Regions from separate parts of the Rattus norvegicus genome. Here region 2 is linked to region 1. Evidence: chromatin contacts called from public Hi-C data. All regions are on one chromosome and are shown on one strand. The core of a region is the stretch at or near the end of the contact, and the rest is flanking DNA. Distances in the headings are between cores, read along the strand shown.

Region 1 (3,954 bases), core at 1,240-3,739:
TTTCTATTGCTTTGTGAAAACACCTTACTAAAACAACTTATAAAAGAAAACATTTAATTTTGAGCATTTGGTACCAGAATGTTAAGAATCCACAACAATCAAGGTGGGGACTGTGGCAGCATACAGGCAAGCATTGTCTGGAGTGGGAACTGAGAGCTTACATCTTGATACACAGGTATGAGTCAAGGAGAGCTCACAGGGGATAGTATGAGCTTTTGAACCCTCAAAACCTGCTCTCAATAACATACTTTCACCAACAAGGCCACTCCTCTAATCCTTCTTAAAGAGTCCCACTAATTTGGGACCAAGATTTCAAATATAGGATCCTATGGACACCATTCTCATTCAAACTACCATAATGGGAATACAGAGGAAAGATCATTGGCAGTTATTAAGGTTAATGTTTTAAATTTAGAGTTCATAAAAATCAGTCTTCTATGAGTTTATCTCATGAACATCTATCTCCTGAACTACTTTTCATATGACTAGATGTTTAAGTATTTTTATTCAAATGACAAAGAATTTTGCAAATATCCTAAAAATGTCAACCAGTAACATCAACCCCAGCTGTCAAATGGAAAAAGGAAGACGGACAATTTGTGTTTAATGGGTACTAAACTTCACTGTGGGGAGATTTAAAGAGTTCCAGAGAAGAGTAGTAGAAAGAATACTATATAAATGTGACTATACTGAAAACCCACAAGAGTGTAGACTTCAAAATGACTTAGCTTTGTGTATATATCAACAAATAAATCTTCACTTGTTTACAGGTTGTTGGTATAAGAATACTCTATGTATACGCATTTATTCTCATCAGTTTGGAAGAACTCTATTATCTTCAACATGAGAGGATGATGCTCTATATATTAAAAAAAAGGAAGAGTCGCTTTTGCTTTATAGAGAAAACCATGTTGACAATAAGTTGGTGAATATACAAATATATTTTCCCTTGAAGTTTCCAGAATAAAAAAGAAATCGTAGTCACATCTTTCTACTGATCTTGCCCAGCCAATATTTTTAACATGATCTGTGGATGGTAAAATAAAATAGGCATGAACTGAGGGTGAATTTTTAAAGAACACTGAAGGCACCTGTGATGGACTAGAGTAGAAATGTAGAACAGTTTTAAAAATTAGAGTACTAGACAAAGATAGCTGATGATGTGGGCTCTAAAAGTTTCTTCTTTATATACTAGATGGGTCTTCCAACATACATGGGGTCAAGAATATTTCCCTGTTTTCCTTAAGTAATGTACTTGAACCTTTTAAAGTTTATAAATACTATAAAATATGATAGTGTTATTATTTGTTTGGGTGCTGCTGTTAATAACTGGTGACACTGATTATTTCTGTGTTGTAAAATGAATGAAGTAGATAAACAAGGATGGAAGCTCCATTTTCTTCTGACTGTATGCCAGGATATGTCAGCCGAGAGATGGGCTGAAACAGAGGGACTGCTATGATTTGGCTTCTTTGGGTTCCCTGTGAGTTCTCTCTCAATCTGCTTGGAACAAGCAACTGTCTCAAAATCCTTGAATAAAAATCGATTTGTTTATTCAGAGAGGTGAGGTGGCTAAAGTTTTTATCAATTGCATTTATCCTTGAGTTAAACGCATTTGACAAAAAGAATAGAACTATTGATTATCGGAGAGATAATAGACCTTCATTTAGGTAAATAAACTGGAGTGTCCTCAGATCATCTTTTCCTTGAAATAACTGCTCTTAAAATTGGGAGAGCAGTGTGCAATATGCTGCCGACATACCTTAAAACCTATGCGAAATTTTTCCTATAACACAAATGTATTATCTGGATAATGAGGATATACATTTTTACATTAAAGGCAAGAGCTTATTCTTCCCTGTGTATTTCTGTATGCTTGTTTATTTTGAGAGAAACACAGGCAAGACAGTCTTCCTTTATACTCTACTAAAGCTTGACACAGCTTTGACAGACAGTGTTTATTTTCTTCCTGTACCTTTTGTGAAGTATTGAGACTCTAGTTGTGTTCTGTCACTCAATAGGTTGAGCACGATTGCTAATTTATTGCCAGACTGCAACATTGTGATTTGCATTCCAAATCAGAGTGCGGATTCCCATTGTATCCTGTTGTTCCTTATCCAGAATCCTTTCGTTCTTTTTGTCGCCCCCATTCTCCAATAATCACCCTTAACATTTTTCTCTTCACAAAATTCCCATTTGGAATCAGCTACGCCGATAGATCCTTTTTTTTTTTCTCCTCTTTACCTGTAAAAGTCCTATGTCACTAAAAAAAATTAAATACTTATTAAAACAAAAGATTTATACTTATTTCTTTGATAGCCATGTTTTTATTTCTCCTTGATTTGGAAAGATGTGAATGTGAGGGTCCTATCTTAATAATAACCTTTAACAGACCAGCCTCGAGATAGTCTAATTGCATCCCTTCTTGGCACCTTTAAATCAAATTAACTAGACACTTCGTGAGGAGGTAAAAGGAAAGGGCATTTTTGTAATGAATCTGACTGGGTGAGCAGAAACTACTGCAGCAGAAAGACAGGATGAGAATCTGGGCTTTCCCACTGTGGTAGCAATGGGGGGAATTATGGGTTGGTGGTCCGCTTCATGCTAGGAGGACACCCCTCCATCTGTTCACAGTTCAGCCTGCTTCCAGTTTAAAGCCGAGATTTCAACACAAACCTCAATTTCTTTCCCCCATTTTAAATGCAAAGCGAGGCTTGTGAATCACAGTGCCTCTGCTCCTAGCATCCAGACCCCTTTCCACTCCCCCTCCCAAAATTATCCGGCTGTTTGTTTGAGTACCTGCTTACTGTGGCACACAATAGGCAGCTTTGAGAAGAAAAATTGATAATCTTCACGGAAGAGTAATTTGAATGAAATTACACTTGACAGCCAGCCTCTAAGCAAACAAGAGGCGCGAGGGAGCTTCAGCTAAGCTCCAAGGACTTGCCCAAGCCACTGCTGCTGGAGCTGCCCAGGGAAAAAAAGCACTCGCTTTTTTTAACATCTAATTGAGCTTTTGACTAATTCCGTGCACCAGATTCTCCTGAAGAAAGGTAGCCATGGAAGAGAATATGGAAGAAGGACAGACACAAAAAGGTACTGTGCTTTAAAAAGGGTTTATTTGTAATGAAGTGATCATTTTGTGCTTTCGTTGTTTGTTTTAAACACTTGCCAGAGAGACTAATGAATCTTTTTCTCTTGAAAGGCATTTCCCCCTTCCTTTTTCCTCTGCTCCTCATTTGCTGTATTGCCAGTTGCGATCCTTATCGTTTGAGCATCTTCTAGATATAAGTATCTAAACGCATATTCAGATATTGATGATAAGGACAGTGCAGTGGGGTGAAGTAGTCTTTAGTCCAGTCTTTGTTAAACTTCATTTATTTCACGTTTTCATGGTTGTCAAGCTGAGCTCTGAGATTCCAGATTTCAGACACAAACACAATTGGTGCACAAGTTGCAGTTAAAAATTTGATGATGTAATCATTATCAATACCTTTGCACAGCCATCTGATAGAACAAAGAACAACAGCATTTAGTATCATTTGGTTTGTACTCATTTAATTTATTTATTTTCATGGGTGCAGTGTTGTTTTAATTAATAAGGAGCAAAAATTCACAGATTTTGAGGTTTATTTAATGACATTAGTTTTTTCTTTCTTTCAACTTACAGTTGATTATAAATATTTAATCTTTGTTAAATTTCAGATTCATTTTTAAAGCTTTATAGTTATTATCTGGCTATATGTGATAATTTTTTTAAATTAACAATGGAAAATGTTGCCAATTTCAAATGATTCAAACAGCTTTAGAATTTTTTTTTTAAATACATCAAGTGAGGCTTCAGAGGAAATGTGTTTCACCCCAGTAGAGGCAGTGTTTGCTCTCATGTCTGTGCACAGGCTTATGTAATACTAGAGAAAACACTCTTGTTTTCTTAAGATTAAAAGAGTCATA
Region 2 (3,781 bases), core at 277-2,776, 88 kb before region 1:
TATACACAAATATATGCAGGAAAAACAATTAAACACATAAATATATTTTTTAAAATTAAAAACTTAATATATTACATTCAGTAATAACTTAAAATTTATTTACAAGCAAATAATTAAAATATTTATTTTTATTTAAAGTATCTGTATATATCATTTATATTATAATATTTAATAAGAGAAGAATGCCATTTACCCCAATATTATGGTGGATGCTCAGCTGTCTCATGGAATTCAAGTACATAACATTGCATTTGATTTCTGACCTTGTACATTTAGAAGTAGATTTAAAAAAATAATTTAGACAAATTTATATTATGCATATGAGTGTGTTCAATGTATGTGTGACTTGTGCCTGCAGGGGATAGCAGAGGGGATATGATCCCTGTAACTGGAGTTATGGAGGATTATGAGCGCCCCCCATGATGTAAGTGCTGGAAATGAAACCGGGTTCCTCTACAAGAGCAAATGATCGTAAAAGCTGAGCCGCCTTTCCAGACCCAGTAATTTGATCATCACACAGTGGTTGCAGATACATGCCCCAGCCCCTTTACCAGTCTGTGGAGACTTGTACTATATTCTGTGCCCTACAACTAAGTTTTTCAATTGCACTTTTCATAGGAAAATGCCACGTCCTATTATTAGACTGTCGATGGCTCTCAGTCTCTGTGATGACACAGAATCATCAAGGCATAATTCTCCTGATTTTGGAAGTCTGGTTTCTGTCATGGGAGACACGTGCTCATATGGACCTTGGGAACCTCCTCTTCACACAGAGCCCTGTAAGGACAATGTCTGTAGTAACCATGCTTACCTTTCAGCTAGAATCTTACCATTTCATATTTGTCCTTCTTAATCTTGGTTGTCAACTCCAATGCTAAAATGCAGGAATAGTACAAACAACAGGCTGACATAATGTGAGATTAGGCAGAAGGGTTGGGGACGTAGAGTTCTTCAGAGTTTCTGGATTGGTGATTCCTGGTCTCCCTCCCCTATTCTTGGCATTTCATTTAAGTGCACACTAAGAAAATCTCTCACTTTTATGTTTAGGCATACCCTTTCGTGTCTGTTTGGTGTTATCTTCTTCAGTGGCATTTTCAAATGTCTTAAATTGAGCAGCCCACAGGACAGACTTGATTGAAAGGATGTGGTTACCATGGCACTCCAAAGACAATTTCCAGAGAGAAGTGTATCTTCTCTACAAACAGAAGCAAAAACTCAAAATAGATAGTGACATATTTTCTTTCCAGAGAATGAGAACAAAATGTACAGTAGATGTTAGTTAAAAGCAACCTCAAAAATTTGCCTTTAAATTTATTACTTTAAATCCAATCATTTAAGCATGATGCTGTCCAGTACATGAATGGTGTGGCTATTCCTATAGTCCATTGTGTTAAAGATGTCTGTATTCTTGAATTCATGTCTGTATTCTTGAATTCTAATATAAATGACTGCATGAGATTCTTCTTCTGATACCCATGGACCGTCACCACACTCCTCCTAGTATTCTTCCCACATTCATACTATTTTCAGATCTAAACACCATATGGGAGTCAAACTACATAGAGAAATCACAGTATGAATTCTAGAAGGCTTGAGCTTGTTGAAAATTTGTCTAATCTTCTCAAGTTGTGGGTAAAAGGGAAAAAAGAAAGAAAAGGAAAAAGAAAACGGTTATCTGAGTTACCCAGTTAAATGGCTGACTAAAAATAAAGCCATCGCTTGCATCTACATGTAGCTACTTTATCTGACTTGTATTCAGATTCTGTATCCCATCTGTCATCATTAATAAGAGTTCTATCAAAGTCTAGGCTAAAATCGAGAGTCATTTATTGCTGTCAAAGACAGTTGACCCTTTAAACAGCTGCCCTTGAAAAAAAATCACATAAAAAATTTTGGCATTTGAGGCTCTTTTTTCTTTTTGAGACAGGGTTTTGTTGTGTTTTCCTGGCTGCTGATCTGAAACTTCCTGGAATTCAAAGATGCACCTGCCTCTGCCTCCTGAGTGGTGGGATTAAAGTGTGTGCTCAGTGAGACATCTGTTTTTAGCAGTACCTAGAAGATCTTGGGATGATTTGTGATGTTTTTATTTCTCAGATTGTTTTGTCTAGAAAAATTGGGCTACAAATATTTTTAAGTCAAATTCACCATGTTTTCAACTGGTATATGCAACAATGTCTTCAAGGGATATGTTATATGACATATTTGACAAATAAATCATTATATGATTTATTTATAATATCTTGATAAAATTGGGAAACCATTATCCAACTTATTTTAAAAGTTCTGTTGTTCATGATCACTGCATAGATGATTAATCACATTTGAACATCATAAATGTATGATGTTTATATCATTTAGCTGTAACTGGGTTCTCAGTATTGCTGGTGATTCTTTGTTACCCCCAGTTGACTCAGGTAGCTACATTATGATCACTTAGATCACTTTTTATTCATTACTCCACAAGTCACGTGTCTATCACACTAGAACGCATGTGGATAGATGGAGAATATTTTGAAATGAATACAAATACTTAAAGCTAAATTAAGCAAACAAATTTGCAAGCTTCCCTTGTTGTTGTTTCTTTGCTTGATTATTTTGCATTATTTATTTGATACAATGTCTCTTATACCCTAGACTGGTCTCAAACTCCCTGTGTACTTAAGGATGACCTAGAACTGTTGGTCTTATTTTTGCTATCTCCCAAGTGCTGGGAGACCAGTTATGTGCCATTATGGCCAGCTTATAGGCTTTTCAGAAGCTCATAGGATGGAGAAAGAGCCTCAGAAGGACAAAATTAAGATAGCAGTAGAAACAAAACAGTGGGAATTCGACTGTGGTTATTTGAAAGGGCCAGCAAGAACACAGGATGCTGGAGAGAGTGTTCACAACTTTTCTTCATTATTGTGACAAGTTTCTTTTTTTAATTGGATTTTTTATTTACATTTTAAATGTTATCCCCTTTCCTGATTTCCCATCCATGACCCCTCTATTCCATCTCTCCTCCTCCTGCTTCTATGAGGGTGATCCCCCACGCACCCATCCACCCCTTCCCACCTCCCTGTCCTGACATTCCTGTACACTGGGGCATCAAGCCTTGGCAGGTCCAAGGGCTTCTCCTCCCATTGATACTCAACACGGCCATCCTCTGCTACATACGCAGCTGGAGCCATGGGTCTGTCTATGTGTACTCTTTGGATGATGGTTTAGATCCTGGGAGGTCTGAATGATTGGTATTATTGTTGTTATGGGGTTGCAAACTCCTTCAGCTCCTTTAGTCCTTTCTCTAACTTCTCCATTGGGAATCCCATTCTCAGTTCAATGCAAGCATCTGCCTCTGTATTTGTCTGGTAGAGCCTCTCAGGAGACAGCTTTATTAGGCTCCTGTCGCCCTGTACTTCTTGGCATCAGCAGTATTGTCTGGGTTCGGTGGCTGTGTATGGGCTGGATCTTCAGGTGGGTCAGTTTTTGGATGGTCTTTTCTTCAGTCTTTGCTCCAAATTTTGTCTCCATATTTCCTTCTGTGAATATTTTTGTTCCCCTTTTAAGAAGGACTGAAACACTCACACTTTGGTCATCTTTGTTGAGCTTCATGTAGTATGTGGATTGTATCTTGGGTAATCTGAGCTTTAGGGCTAATATCCACTTATCAGTGAGTGCATACCGTTTGTGTGTGTGTGTGTGTGTGTGTGTGTGTGTGTGTATTTGGGTTATCTCACTCAGGATGATATTTTCTAGTTCCAGCCTCTTGCCTATGAATTTCATGAATTCCTGCTTTTAATAG

What was found. A called contact is a pair of places that touch in the nucleus more often than the background predicts.
Region 2: a contact with region 1 is called in a Hi-C map of prefrontal cortex, with 4 times the contacts expected there. The contact joins the enhancer-like site here to the promoter of Gpm6a in region 1. A contact is called at or near these places in 2 of 12 Hi-C or Micro-C datasets (frontal cortex and prefrontal cortex).

The regions. Positions count from the first base shown.
Region 1 is chr16:43,486,347-43,490,300 of GRCr8, reverse strand. It overlaps Gpm6a (glycoprotein m6a), which reads left to right and starts at 2,489. Exons shown (of 7, transcript NM_178105.3): 1 at 2,489-3,096. The coding sequence starts at 3,060.
Region 2 is chr16:43,573,701-43,577,481 of GRCr8, reverse strand. It overlaps a transcript of Gpm6a not described here. Among named protein-coding and RNA genes, the nearest start is that of Gpm6a, 88 kb to the right of the region's middle. Within about 2 kb of position 1,526, at least 18 of the 93 cell types and tissues checked have an H3K27ac peak or open chromatin away from gene starts, as enhancers often do. A contact at or near this core is called in prefrontal cortex, where this site is marked.